Linked DNA regions of Rattus norvegicus: region 1 is linked to region 2. A link is a contact called in public Hi-C data. All regions are on one chromosome and are shown on one strand. Each heading gives the region's core, a stretch centred on a gene start, on an enhancer-like site or on the middle of the called end of the contact. The rest is flanking DNA. Distances are from core to core; before and after follow the strand shown. Region 1 holds the start of Preb (prolactin regulatory element binding). Region 2 has its middle 26 kb from the start of Tcf23.

Region 1 (6,402 bases), core at 3,301-5,800, 36 kb before region 2:
ACAGCAGGCGGCAGACTGTGCCATCGCTTGGGTCTGTTCCAATCTGGGCTTTCTTGAGGAGGTAAGAAGACAGGAGCTGTGAGCGCTGGGCTAGGTGCAGGAGTCTGGGCAAACCCTGATGTATTCTTTTCCAGGAACAGAAAGTCAATTGAAAAGGTGTTGGATGTAGACTTTGCGATAAAGGTATCTTCCCATCACCCCCTTACCCCAGTGTCGGTCTCCTACTTTCTAATGTTATAACCTATCCTGCCTCCACCATACAGGCCCGCACAATCCGCCAGCTGGATGAGCGCTACACATCTGTGGCTTTTGGGTATAAAGACTGTGCGGCTTATTACCATGCCTCAAGCCCGAGAACCAAGGTGGATGCCATCTGCACCCCTGTCCTCTGCCTCAATGCAGCAGACGATCCCTTCTCCCCAGTGCAGGGTAAGTGGCTATAACCACGCCCTGGCCCAAGGCTACTGAACCCCAGATGTGGGGTGTACTGAGGTGCATTCCAGGGCAGCGTTTTGACCTCTCTGACTCCCTCTCAGCCCTCCCTCTGCAGGCTGCCCAGAAGTCTCCCTACGTGGCCCTGCTCATCACAGCTCGGGGTGGCCACATTGGCTTCCTGGAAGGGCTGCTGCCCTGGCAACACTGTTACATGAACCGCGTGCTACATCAGTATGCCCGAGCTGTCTTCCAGCACTCGGTGGGGCTGCCGGGCCTCGGAGCACTCACTCCTGAAGATGGAAAGAGCTGACCAGAGGACTGCTGGGGTCTCGGTTCAATCTTTCTTTCTTTATTAAATATCAACTCTTCCTGCCTAATAAACTGAGGTTCACTTTCCCTTTCCTCAGGCTGCAGTAGGTCACCCAGGAACTCCCTGTGCGTCTGGCCTGACTGGCTGGGTGCTACCTACAGATCACCGCTACCTGGGTCTTCCTTTTGCCTCTTCCACAGACTTTGTCTCGACAAAGCTGAGGACCTTGTGCGCAGACTGGAAGGGGAGGAGGAAAAACAGTCTCTGCGAGAAGGATGGCAATGCCTCTGGGCTCTTTGGCATCTTCACATGTTCCTAGGAAGAGCTCGGCTCTGGAGCCCTGGGAGGCAGAGGGAACGAGGCAGGCAGTGTGGCCTGAGCTTCAGACCACACTGTCCTAAATGGATCCACAGGTGAAAGCAGGGCTCCCAAGACCCAGAGTGATAGGGAGGCCACTGGCCGGCAGGCTTTAGCAGGGACCGGCAGTACCCATCCATTTCATCAGATGCAGCTTCAGTCATGGGCCTCAATGACTCTGCTCCAGAAGGTAGTACTGTCCAAGGATGACTCCCATTGGTCAGGATGTTAAAGAAACCCCGGGAAGGCACTCTGGAGCAGCAGGATGGTCACGATAATAAGGCCAACACATAGCAGGAGCAGGAGCCATACGGGAACACTCCCTGAGGGCGGGGCAGGGGAAGAAGTGAGTGGGCAAAGATGCGTTGGAGCGTGAAAACCAGAACCCTTAACCTCTTTCATTCAAGGAGGGGCAGACGGATGGATAAAAACAGTCCATTTCCCAGGTGATACCCTTCCCACCAACACACATGCGCAGACACACACAGAGACACAGATAGATAGACACACACACACACACACACACACACACACACACACACACACACACACACGAAACACAACAATGACTCACGACGTGAGGGCAGCAGGTGCAACTGGCAACGACTATCCACAGCCACAGAGAACAGGGCCGTTTCATGGGGCCCAAGGAGCTTTGGACCGCAACCCTTCTCAGGTAGAAAGGTCACATCTGTCACCACAATGCCATGGGCCTCCTTCACATAATACAGGCGCTGGGGAGAAAGTAGTGAGGAAAGCCTAGTTGGAGGCTCCCTTCTGGGAGGCATGCTCCACTGTCCTAACAGGCTTCCCCTGGGCCATTTCCTTCCTGTTTAATCAGGACAGGGTAAGCTTGTAACCCTCCCATAGGGTTGTGCCAACCACTACCATTACCTGGAGAGAGAAAGCTATGTAGATGGCGACAGAGCCAGTGACCGTGCCTAGGCCTAGGAAGGTACCCGATTCACTGTAACAACAAAGGATTCATTGTTCTGGGAGCTTGTGCGGAAACCTCCTTTCCCCCAGTAGTGGTCCTCAAGAGACTGAGTCAGAACTCATTCCCCGGCTCCCTCAGGCGCCCACCATCCAACCAAGCAGTAGGACTTCACACCTGACAGTGAGGCAGGAAATGACTTCATGGCCACAGGACCTGGTCTGAAGAGGCAAGAAGGTGGAACTGTCCCAGGCTGTGAGGTAGCAGGGTGGGGGCTGTCGTAGGCGCTTGTGGGGTATCTGCACTGTGAAGAGTCGCAGCCCACCAGGCTGATCTGGAACCTGCCCAAACCTAGAGGCCAGGCAAAGGCTTTCAGTTCCTGTCAGCCCTCAGGTTTGTGCCCTGCACCCCGTCACCCCTGGAACAACCTCCAATAAGACTCCAGCCATCCCCAGCTCCTTCGGTCCTTTCCCACTCCCCAATGAGGTGTGCCTGCCAGCCACCCTGGGACCTGCACACCTGCAGGCCTGGTAGCGGTACGGTGTGTTAGAAGAGGTGGGTCCATTCTCTTGCCACTGTAGCTGTGTCACCAGTTGATCCTTCTGCCACACGGAGGCCTTAAAGTCCCAGCCCACAGTAACCAACTGGGGAGGATCCCAAAGATGGACAGTTAGGACATCCACACACTGGGCAAGCCGCCCATAGGCTCCCCCTTTCTGCACCAGCGCCCCACACCCCCCCACCTCTTCACCTTGCCATCAGGACCCAAAGCCAAATCTCCAATCTCCCCTTCGTGGGCTTTAAACTCCAGAACTTTCTCTAGGCTAGGTACCTACAGCCAAGACAGTACCACAGTTACCGACCAGACAGCAAGAACACTGCGATCCCCATCCCTCTTAACCCAGTGGCCATTCATAAATTTCACAGAATGCATATGCAGATTTTCACAGTTTTGGTGCTCTTGCAACTGACCCTCACCCCTCCCACAAGCCCCTAAAACCACACCTTCCAGACACGAACATGACCGTCAGTTCCTCCGGTGGCAAGCAGGGTGTTATCATGGTTGAAGCACACAACTTTCTGCAGCGGTTCAGTGCTGAAGTCTGTCTGTACTGCCTCCAAATTCTTTACTTTGAGCTCAACCCCTTCCGGGTGAACTTCCGCTCCCGATTTCTTCTCTGCTGGAGCTGCCCCCTTCCTCTGCCGAGGCCCCTGCTCCTTGGAACCTGCAACACAAACAATTTCCCAGGATCCAGACTTCTTTGTTGTTTAAGACAGGGATTTGCTAGGTACCCCAGGCTAGCCTTAAATATCCTCTTGCCTGTACTCCTAAGCACTGATATTACAGGTATGCACCAATCCTAGTGCCAATCCCCTACTGACCCGAGGACAGGCTTTGATGTTACCATCACCCCACATCTAACCTCTCGGTTTTAGAGACTAAGATTTAGAACGACTTTTCCCAAAGCTCCTCACCTGACTTCTCTGCTTTACTGCCCTTCTGTTGATGGATCTGGAAACGAAGAAGCTGACACTGGGCATCCTGTCCAGCAGCAAGGATGTCACCAGCCAGCGCCAAATTCATAGTGGCCCTTGTCTCCGTGTCATGAGAGTGCAGCAAGGAGGCGCTCAGGCACCCGCTGATCTGCTCTAGCTGCAGAAAATGCTGTGAGGGAACCAAAGTGGGCAAAGTTCAGGCCAGCTCCGGAAGTCACATTGTGTCCTAGTCTCAGTTGAAGCCTTTGCTTCCCGCACCTCCAGCTCATGTTTTTTTGTTTGTTTTGTTTTGGTTGTTGTTGCTTAGAGCTTTATTCTCTTATTGGAGCTTCCCGATTCGCACAGCAAAGCAGGGCTTAGATTACTAGGTCCGGTTTACAGAAAGAAAAGAATCCAGTCTCCAGCTGCTTGAGGACAGACAATGTGCCTTCCTGGAAAAGGCCAGACAGAGTAAGAGCCCTGGACCAGCTCCCGTAATCCGGCGTGGATGGACAGTCCAGGCTTCGCAGACCTGCACAGCTTTCAGTCTAATTTTGGTTGTCTCAACCGCTCTGCTCAGGTGGAACCAGCACCCGAGCGGCAATGCGGGGTGCTCTCACTAGAAATGGGCAGGGTCTAAAGCAGGGGTACGGCTCACCTCTGCATCCCCCGGCCACCCTGGAATCGCCCTCGGCCACGGTATAACCTGTTCCCAGTGGCCTTGCGTTCTCACCACGCCATTCTTTATGCCGGTCTTGGCAGCTCCTCCTCCGCCCGCAGCGATGAGCAGTCCAGTCTTGGGGTCTATCCGAAGCGCGTACAACGGGAACGGGGCCCGGTACAGCTCCACACCCCGGCGCCGGCCCATCCTGCCCGCACGTTCACTGCCAGCCCGGAGGAACCCAAGACATGCCGCGCCCCGCCTCCAAAAGCTGCGGAACTTGGTGCTACAGTTTCCCGGAAGACTGGCGACCCCTCTCAGCACTGTGGATTTGCCACCACTCTAATCACCGCAGGTAGCCGATCTGCGCTCGCGCGACCGACTGGGTCTCGCAGGCGTTCAGTGCGCACGCGCCGCGCTCCTGGGCTCTCTCTGCGCAAGCGCAGTACGCCAATCTGCGTCAGCACTAGCGGGACGCGCTGTCACGGAACCCTGGCTTCGGATCCGGTTCCTAACCTCGAATGACGGCGTAGCTGCCATCTTTGTGTGGGGCGTGGGAGGTGGGACTGGAAGAGACTACTGAAGATCAGTAAATCTTGAATTAAAAAGTTCTCGGACTGGGACGGCCCCCACTTCAGGAGAGATACACAGACTCGTACAAGCGGGGCCTTTATGTGTTACTCCTGGGAGGAAGTGATTTCTCCCGGCTCACGGCGAGGGCAGACTCCCCAAAACAGATTCACTGCTTCCTAATATCCTAATATGAAGAATTCAGTACCCATTTTGACACTGTCCTCCGCGGCTGATTGGACCCTTTCTTACGACTTGACGTCCACTTCTGGTTCTTTTTTTTTTTTTTTTTTTTTTTTTTTCGGAGCTGGGGACCGAACCCAGGGCCTTGCGCTTCCTAGGAAATCGCTCTACCACTGAGCTAAATCCCCAACCCCATTGACGTCCACTTCTGGAACACAGAAGTTACGTGGCGGTTGCTCCCCGACAGGTGTCTTCTATGTGCTGTCATATGTGCCTCTCCTCTCCCCTCTCCTCCCTCTCCTCTCTCCTCCCCTCTCCTCTCCTTTTTCCTTTTTCCTCCTATCCTCCCCCGCCCCCGTGTGTGTGTGTGTGTGTGTGTGTGTGTGTGTGTGTGTGTGTGTGTATCCACTGAAGACAGAAGAGGGCGTTGTATCCCCTGGAACTGGAGTTACAATTGTGACACTAAGACAGTATCTCTAGCTCTTCTGAAGGAGCCTTCTAGTTTCCGATCTGTGCATGGGATACCTGTGTACGAATACGTTGCTAGCAATCTCCTTTCCTGTGAGGAAAATGATTTGCTACATCCTTGTCAACCCAGGCTTCTCCCTGGAGAAATAGACCCATTAGCCTAATCTTTGATTCTAATTATCTGTCCATAGACTTGAATTAAACTCAAGAACCTTGTAGAGGTCTCTAAGGGTCTCAGGTACTAGTGTGTACTCAAGTGCGTAGCACTTGGTGACCTTAATCCTTAATCCCTCAGTCCCCCAAGCCTTTTGTGAGACTGGCTTTATCCCATAGCCATCAATTCCATCCTGTGGGCATAGTAGACACAGCACAAGATTCTCAGGGTTAGGCTTTATTGGATACACTGAAGGCTGAATGAGGCCTTGGGCCTCTGGTCTCTTCAACTAGGGGAAAGCAGACTCCACAAGGGGTTCCCAGGGTTCAGGGCAGGAGAACACACCTGGCTTCCGGCCAGCCAGCCCTTCAAGGTGTCTCTGTGGCTTCCCAAGGTCTGAGAAGTCCTGGTAGGGAGGGTAGGATTTGGAAGGGGTGTTCCAGAGGGTCTCCGCTGCTCTGGAATTAAGATGGCGACTTTCGAAGAGTAGACCCTAGGGGCACAGACCTCTTTGAGACAGAAGGCCTGGACTTTGGGGACGCGCTGGCCTGTCTTGGTGCCTGAAGTAGAGGCCTGGAACACTGGCTGGGCTTTGGTGATTGAAGGTTTACAGACCGGAGACTCCCGGCCTGGAAGAGTGTGCCGGTGATTTGAACTGATGCCTGGGTTGCAGGCTCTTGACTCTGGAGGACCTCTTCCTGAGACCCTGCTCCCTCTGGATTTTTCTTTGGCAGTAGATGCAATGCCTTGGCCTGGCCCCGGGGCAGGCGGAGGCCGAAGCCAATGCCTATTCGGAGAGGTCCAGGTTCCTGGCCCTGGGCACAGGGCAGTAGTTGAGGGAAGGCAAGCAGCCG
Region 2 (7,076 bases), core at 874-3,373:
ACTGTGCCCATATGGGCCGCTCACCGCCCATGGAAAGGAGTTGTGGGTTTGAGTCTGTCCATGAGTGGTACCAAGTATTCCGTATTCACAGTCTATAATCAGAACCCGGAGATATAATTATCTCTGTAGAAAAAAAAAGGCTTAAAATAGTCCTGAAACAGTACCAACTCCCCAGACAACATCCCCACTCCCCCACCGTTTCTTTGGCACATTGATCTATCCTGAGTGGGCTTGGAAGAGACCAGAATACTCAACCAAGTCTTCTACAGAGTCACCAGGGTCTCCAGAGGTGGCAGGTACCCCACTCTGCAGGTGTGCCAGAGCCAAACGACATCGAGCGACGCTGTTCAAGGCTTCAGATCACACAAGTGACAGCTGCAATGTACTGTGCCCTGCACACAGATCATATTTAAAAACTCTGTCACTGTACATTGTCACCAGCTGGCCCCGAGAATTTGGGTTTTATCCTGTGATATAAAACTGTGATCTTGACTAAATGTCACAGCGCTAACGTGGGATCCCAGCTCTTGGGAGACTGAGGTAGGAGGAGCCTGCTGAGAGTTTGAGGCCAATCTTATTTACATACTGAATTCCAGGCTAGCCTGGGCTACAGAGTTTGTGATTTTGGATCTCTGGATCTCTCAATACCCACCTGTCTCTAAGTCTCACTCCCACATTCCCTCCCCACCCCATCACTTTTATGCTTATCAAAAGTCTGGACCCTCTAGGTCAGAGCTTTGCCTCTTTAAAATTACATTTGTTCGTTTGCCTTGTGTGCACATGTGTGTATTTGAGTGCACGTGCACATGCCATAACACATGTGTGGAGGTCAGAGGGCAACTTGGAGGAGTCTGTTCTCTCCTTCCACCTGTGGGTCCTGGGGATCAAACGCAGGATGTCAGTGCTGTGACCCACGGAGCTATCCCAAGCAGAGCTTTCTTGACTGATGATTTAGACAGTCCTGTGAGGCAAGGCCAGCCATATTGATTGCTATTTGGCCCTACAGCCTTTCTGCCAGCAGAACTCTGGTTGTCAGGTGTGGTCCCACAATGGCTCAGAAAGGCTGGGTATGTCTCCCAGTGGGGCCGCCACGTTTAGCAATTACAATATAGGGTACAAAGGTGGGATATAGCTCAGTTGTGGAGGGCTTGCCTAGCATGAACAAGGCCTAGGGTTCGATCCCCAATACAGCAAGGAGGGAAAAACATACAGAGTATCCAGTTAAAACTGAATGTCAGATAAACAAGAAATAGGGAAATCGGGCGTGACAGTGCACACCTGTAGTCCTAGCACTCAGGAGGCAGAGACAGGGTGATCAAGAGTTCAATACCAGCCTAGGATACATAGCAAAACTGTCAGACAGAGGGAAAGAAGAGGAAGGGAGAAAGGAATAGAAGGGTAGGGGAGAAGCAGCGGAGAAAGGGACAAGAGGGGAGGAGAGAGGAGGAAGTCCTCTTCCTCAGGCACTAAGAATGAACTATGAGGTGGTCAAAGAGTCCTCACCCTTTGTGAGGGATGGATCTGAGGTGTGGGCACGGAACACAAATCTAGCTTGCTGGAGCTGAGGAGAAATCCACTGGGGGCCTCTGGGAAAGACTTTTCTCCAGATTAAAGTTAGAATGGAAGAAACAAGTGCATTGTGGGAGGCTTCCTGCCTTCAGTGACCTTAGGGTCTTAGGCACTGCAGGGGCCATCTTGTCACTAGGAGAGAAAATCCTGATAAAGTCAGAGAGTAAGTCAGGTGTCTGTCTGTCTGTCTGTCTGTCATAGTTCAGCAGTTCTGAGGTTCTCTCCCGGAGACACTTTGTTCTGTGACATACTGAATCTCCTCACTGTGGGAAGCACTTTCCCTGATTGCTGGCCACACCCTAAGCAGTTCAGCTGACTAGAAACGGGAGGGAGCTGGGTCAGCAGGTGTTAACTGGCCTGCGGTGAGCAGGCTCTGAACTCAGCCAAAAAACCTTACCCAGCCATAGGCAGGGCGCTTTCCTTGTGAGGTCTTCCTGCCTGTGGCTGTTGTGTGGGTCCTCACACTTTAGGAATAACAGCAACTCTCCAGACTGTGAGGGCGTAAGAGTGAGAGAGATTTGCTTCCTCAAACGGGTTAGCTATTTTTGTTACCCGTTCTCTGTGTCTTCAAGGTCATCCACAGCTTTAGAGAGCTGAACTGACTATACCAGGAAGTGCTAGGCAGGCAGGCCAGCATGGAGGCATGAGTGGACGCTATTTAACAACTGCGGGTGTGGAAAGAGGGACCTTCAGCCTCGAGTGAGGCTGGGTTTGGTGACCCCGAGGTTACCTTTTATGGTGTCTGTGCTTTCTCTTTTGATCACAGCGTGGAGTGTTTCATAAAACAGTTTTGATGTTTGTGGAGTGTTTTTACTTTAATGTGTTTGTCACAGTTACACCTGCAGGTGTAGAATTCATGTCAACAACTCCACAGCTTTTCCTTCTCTCCTTCTCGGAAGCAACCACAGGTTATCAGTTTGTTTTCTTCTCTTACACGTTGTGTGCCAACCACACTTCCCTCTCCCCCTCCCCTCTTAGGTTATCCTTTTTTGTGTATGCTTCCAGAGTTGTGTAGGCCTTGGGAAAGGCATGCACTTATACACAGCTCCTTGTAAATGTTTTTTGTTTGCTTGCTTTTGTTTTTGTTTTGTTTTTAAGTGCTGGAGATGAAACCCAGGGTTTGATATGAACTAGAAAAGCGAGTTATATTCCTAGCCTTAGAATTCCATTTTCTGGGGGGTGAGTGATCAGAGATGGGTATATGAAACTAATGCATAGCATTCCTTTAAAAACCAGTTATTTATCTATGTAGTGTGTTTGCATATGTGTGCGGGTACACGTGCCAGAGACCAGAGGACAATTTGTGGAAGCTTGGTCTTCCTTCCATCAAGCAGATGCCAGGAATTGAACTCAGGTTATCTGGCTTCATGGAAATTGTTCTTTCCAGATGAAAGGTCTCCCAGCCTGGGACACATAGTGTTTTACTGAGTGGGTGTGTCACGGCCTATGAGGCAGGGCTACAGACTAAGAGCTCTCACTGCTCCAGAGGACTTGGATTTGGCTCCCAGCACCCTCATTGGGTGACTCCCAACCATCTGGAACCAGGAGAACTGGAGCCCTCTTCTGGCCTCCGTGGGCTCCTGCATACATGGGACACACATAATTGACACATACGACCTTTAATGCAAGCACTTGGGAGGTGCATCTCTGTGAGTTCAAAGCCAGCCTGATCTACAGAGTGAGTTCTAGGTCAGCCAGGGCTACACAGAGAAACCCTATCTCAAAAAACAAAAGCAAAAACAAACAAAAAAGCCCCAATAAAATCTACAAACAAATAAATAAAAATAATTTTTAAAAAAGCGTATTAGCCAACTCCTGTTGACAGTCTAGAGTCCATGTTTTCTGGCTGGCCAGCTCTTTCTGAACACTTCTAATGTTTTTGCTTTTGTTTTGTTTACTTGGGTGTTTTGTTTCATTTCTCGGTGTAACATTGGCTGTCCTGGAACTTACTCTGCAGGTCAGCCTGGTCTTGAACTCATGAAGATCCACCAGCTTCTGCCTCCAGAGTGCTGGGACTAAAGGCATGCACTCCTAGCACACCTTAGCTGCAAACCCTTCCACTGCCCATCTGCACCCAGAGTCCTTGGCTGAAACAGAAGTAGAACCCAGAGGAAGGAGACTCTATGCAGACTTCCATTTTTTTCTTTTCTTTTCTTTTCTTTTCTTTTCTTTTCTTTTCTTTTCTTTCCTTCTCTCTTTCTTTCTTTCTCTCTTTCTTTCTTTTTTTTTTTTTTTCCGGAGCTGGGGACTGAACCCAGGGCCTTGCACTTGCTAGGCAAGCGCTCTACCACTGAGCTAAATCCCCAACCCCAGGGCCTCCATTTTTTTGGTAAAGGTGCCACAGGGTTTATGTGAGCACCTCCTGCACAGTCAGCAGAGCTGGCACCATTAAGAGCGGCAACCAAGTTCCCAGTGTCTGTGCTTATGATGGCCTGGAGCTCTTGGGCCCAGGACGATGTTCTGGACCTTTTACTCATCAGGCTATTTCTGAATGTGGTTTATAGCTTTATTTACGGGGTCAGCACTGAACCTGCTCTTCTGTCCTTCCAAGAATTATCTTCATAATAAACAGATTTTTAACTCTTCAACCAGTTACACCTGCTGCTTGCAAGCAAGAGCCCTGTCTGAGCTAGGCTCCCCCCCCCCAATTTATTTTTGTAGGGGGGAAAGTGTCTGATGATTCTCCTTGCCCATATATTTCAGTGCCACTGTGTGTAAATCTAGGTCGTAAAATGCTAGCACACTGGGGCTGGAGAGATGGCTCAGAGACTGTGGAGCACTTCTTGCTCTTGTAGAGGACCTGGAGTTCCATCCCCAGCACTCAGGTCTAGAGGTTTACAACAGCTGCTGGGAGTCGGGGGATGGAGAGAAAGTGAAGCCTTTTGAGTAAGGATCAGCAGTGGAGGTCTGACAGCAGCTACAGAAAGGGGGAGGTCTTCAGAGAAAACAGTGGAAGAGCCCAGATCTAGAACAAGCAAGCTTCAGTTCTCTTTGCTTCTACCTCAGAAGTCCCGGGTTCAGCTGTCCCATGTTAACAACCACCTTGAATTAATTCCAGCCCCAGGGTTCCAGCGCCCTCTTCTGGCCCATGTGGATACCTGCACACACACTCACCCAGACAAATGCACGTGCATGTAAATGAAAATAAATCTTAGAACAATAATTCAAGTTAAACAAATGTCCTACATCTGGGCCTGCTTGCCCCTTGGAGGTTGTCAGCTACAGCACAAAGGAAGTCTAAGGTTAGTGTCATCCATATTTTGGTATTGGGGACCCCCTGTGGACAATCCAGACAGAGCAAGGGCTCTTAGAGACTGTCAGAAACTCAAGAGCAAAGATCACAGCCGAGATAAGATGGAAAGCCACTTGTGTTTGGTTCTAGGCCACCCAGGAAAAGTAGTTTCTCCTTCATTCTTGTGTGTGTTTGTGTGTGTTGGGGGAGGGTAGTTTCTGTCCCATCATTATTTAGCACAGTGAAATTGAGACAGGGTTTCTCTTTGTAGCCCTGGCTGTCCTGGAACTTGCGCTACAGACAGGCTGGCCTCGAACTTACAGAGATCCACCTGCCTCTGCCTCTGAGTACCGAGATTAAAGGCCTGTACCACCACCACATGGCTAAAAAGTATTCTGGGGAGGCGGGGCTGGAGAGATGGCTCAGAGGTATGTCTGAAGATAGCTACAGCGTACTCATATAAATACGATAAATAAATCTTTAAAAAATAGTTTTCTCAACATTTCAGTTCCCCAACTCCCACAAAAAAAGTTACTAAGTGTGGTAATTCATACATCCTCTGGTATTTTGGGTTGTTTTGCTTTTAATCAGGTCTCTCTATGTAGCCCTGGCTGGCCTTGAACTCTCACAGATCTGCTTGCCTTTGCCTCCTGAGTGCTAGGATTAAATCCACCCAGGCCCAGTGACACTCATCTTTTTTTTTTTTTTTAAGTTTTTTTTTTTAAGATTTATTTATTTATAAGTACACTGTAGCTGTCTTCAGACACACCAGGAGAGGGCATCAGATCTCATTACAGATGGTTGTGAGCCACCATGTGGTTGCTGGGATTTGAACTCAGGACCTCTGGAAGAGCAGTCAGTGCTCCTAACCGCTGAGCCATCTCTCCAGCCCGACACTCATCTTTAATCTCATTTTTCATTCAATAGGCAGAGGCAGAGAGATCTCTAGGTTCAAGACCAGTCTGGCTTACACAGTGAGTTTCAGGTCAGCTGGGGCTACATAGTAAGACTCTGTCTCAAAAAAGTTAAAACAAAGCAAAGATCTTAAAATTAAAGAAAAAAATGAGAATTTGCCTGAAGAAGCTGTATGTGTTGGCACATACCTGCTACACACACACACACACACACACACACAAAACAAATCTTAGATGGACTAAGCAGTGTATTATGGAGCTTATTTTGGGTGAGCATGGCCCAGTAACACAAGCTTAGGTTACCACAAATTCCATATTCTAATGTGGAAACAGTTTCATAGTTTTACAGAATAAAGAAGGTTACGAATCAAGGCAAATTTAAAACACATTTGTGGTACATCAGAGAGGCTGGTACAGAGAGGTTGGGAAGCTTTCTATAGTCCCAAGATGCTATCCGATGACATTTCAGCTTCTGGGTTGGTGGAAGCTCCTGGTCTACCTGGGTTTCTGTCTGTCTGCTAGTCACAGGTGGTAGTTCTGACACAGAGGTGGGCAAGAAATGGCTGTTCCGGAGGGCTAAACTAGCCCACGGTAAAGAAATGACCTGAGACCTGCACCACTGCAGCCTCTTCGCCGAACTGAAGTCCTTATCAGTCTGTCAATCTCAGCAGACAGTTTCTGTCAGGAGTTTTCACTCACTCAGTGGTGTCGACCTATGGGAGACCGATTCAGAATTGTGACCAGCCTAAGGCTAGCGAGATGGCTCAGAGGTTACAGATTACTGACTGCTCTTCCAAAGGTCCTGAGTTCCATTCCCAGCAACAACATGGTGGCTCACAACCATCTGTAATGAGATCTGATGCCCTCTTCTGGTGTGTCTGAGGACAGCTATAGTGTATTTATATTTAATAAATAAATAAATCTTAAAAAAAAAAAAAAGACTAGCGTAGGCTCCACAGGATGCTCGCATCTCAAAAGCAAACTAGAATTGCAGCAACAATAACGTTCAGGTGAACAATGTCTTTGTCAACAATTTCCAAAACCCAGAAGCCATAAAAGATTGAACATTGTCTTCATAAGATTTTAGTTTGTTGTTCTTTATTTTTTTATTTAGATTTTAATTTTTATGCATATATCCTCTGCCTGAGCAGTCAGTGCTCTTAACCACAGAGCCACCGTTCTGGTCCCTGGTTTTGTTTGCCTGGTATTTTTTGGGTTTTTTTTGTTTTTGTTTTTGTTCTTGAAATAAGGTTATCCTTGTGCTAAATCAGCCTTGAATTTTCTGTGTCTTAAGGATGACCTTGACCTTTACCTTCTGCCTCTACCTCAGGACCAGGTCCAGCATGACAAAAGTTCAGTGT

Evidence for each region. A called contact is a pair of places that touch in the nucleus more often than the background predicts.
Region 1: a contact with region 2 is called in a Hi-C map of the A7r5 cell line, with 2.2 times the contacts expected there. The contact joins the promoter of Preb here to the enhancer-like site in region 2. A contact is called at or near these places in 4 of 12 Hi-C or Micro-C datasets (the A7r5 cell line, kidney, liver and 1 more) and 1 of 1 datasets of contacts at active chromatin or transcription factors (oligodendrocytes).

What each region holds. Positions count from the first base shown.
Region 1 is chr6:31,136,905-31,143,306 of GRCr8, reverse strand. It overlaps Preb (prolactin regulatory element binding), which reads right to left and starts at 4,550. Exons shown (of 9, transcript NM_001170708.1): 1 at 4,246-4,550; 2 at 3,513-3,702; 3 at 3,042-3,262; 4 at 2,788-2,868; 5 at 2,556-2,680; 6 at 2,214-2,387; 7 at 1,997-2,069; 8 at 1,677-1,836; 9 at 763-1,425. The coding sequence starts at 4,380. The coding sequence ends at 1,331. It overlaps Prr30 (proline rich 30), which reads right to left. Exons shown (of 3, transcript NM_001170709.1): 3 at 5,773-6,402. The coding sequence ends at 6,013. Abhd1 (abhydrolase domain containing 1) reads left to right here. Exons shown (of 9, transcript NM_001008520.1): 7 at 135-183; 8 at 264-429; 9 at 537-831. The coding sequence ends at 745.
Region 2 is chr6:31,097,403-31,104,478 of GRCr8, reverse strand. No RefSeq gene overlaps it. Among named protein-coding and RNA genes, the nearest start is that of Tcf23, 26 kb to the left of the region's middle. Within about 2 kb of position 2,123, at least 14 of the 93 cell types and tissues checked have an H3K27ac peak or open chromatin away from gene starts, as enhancers often do.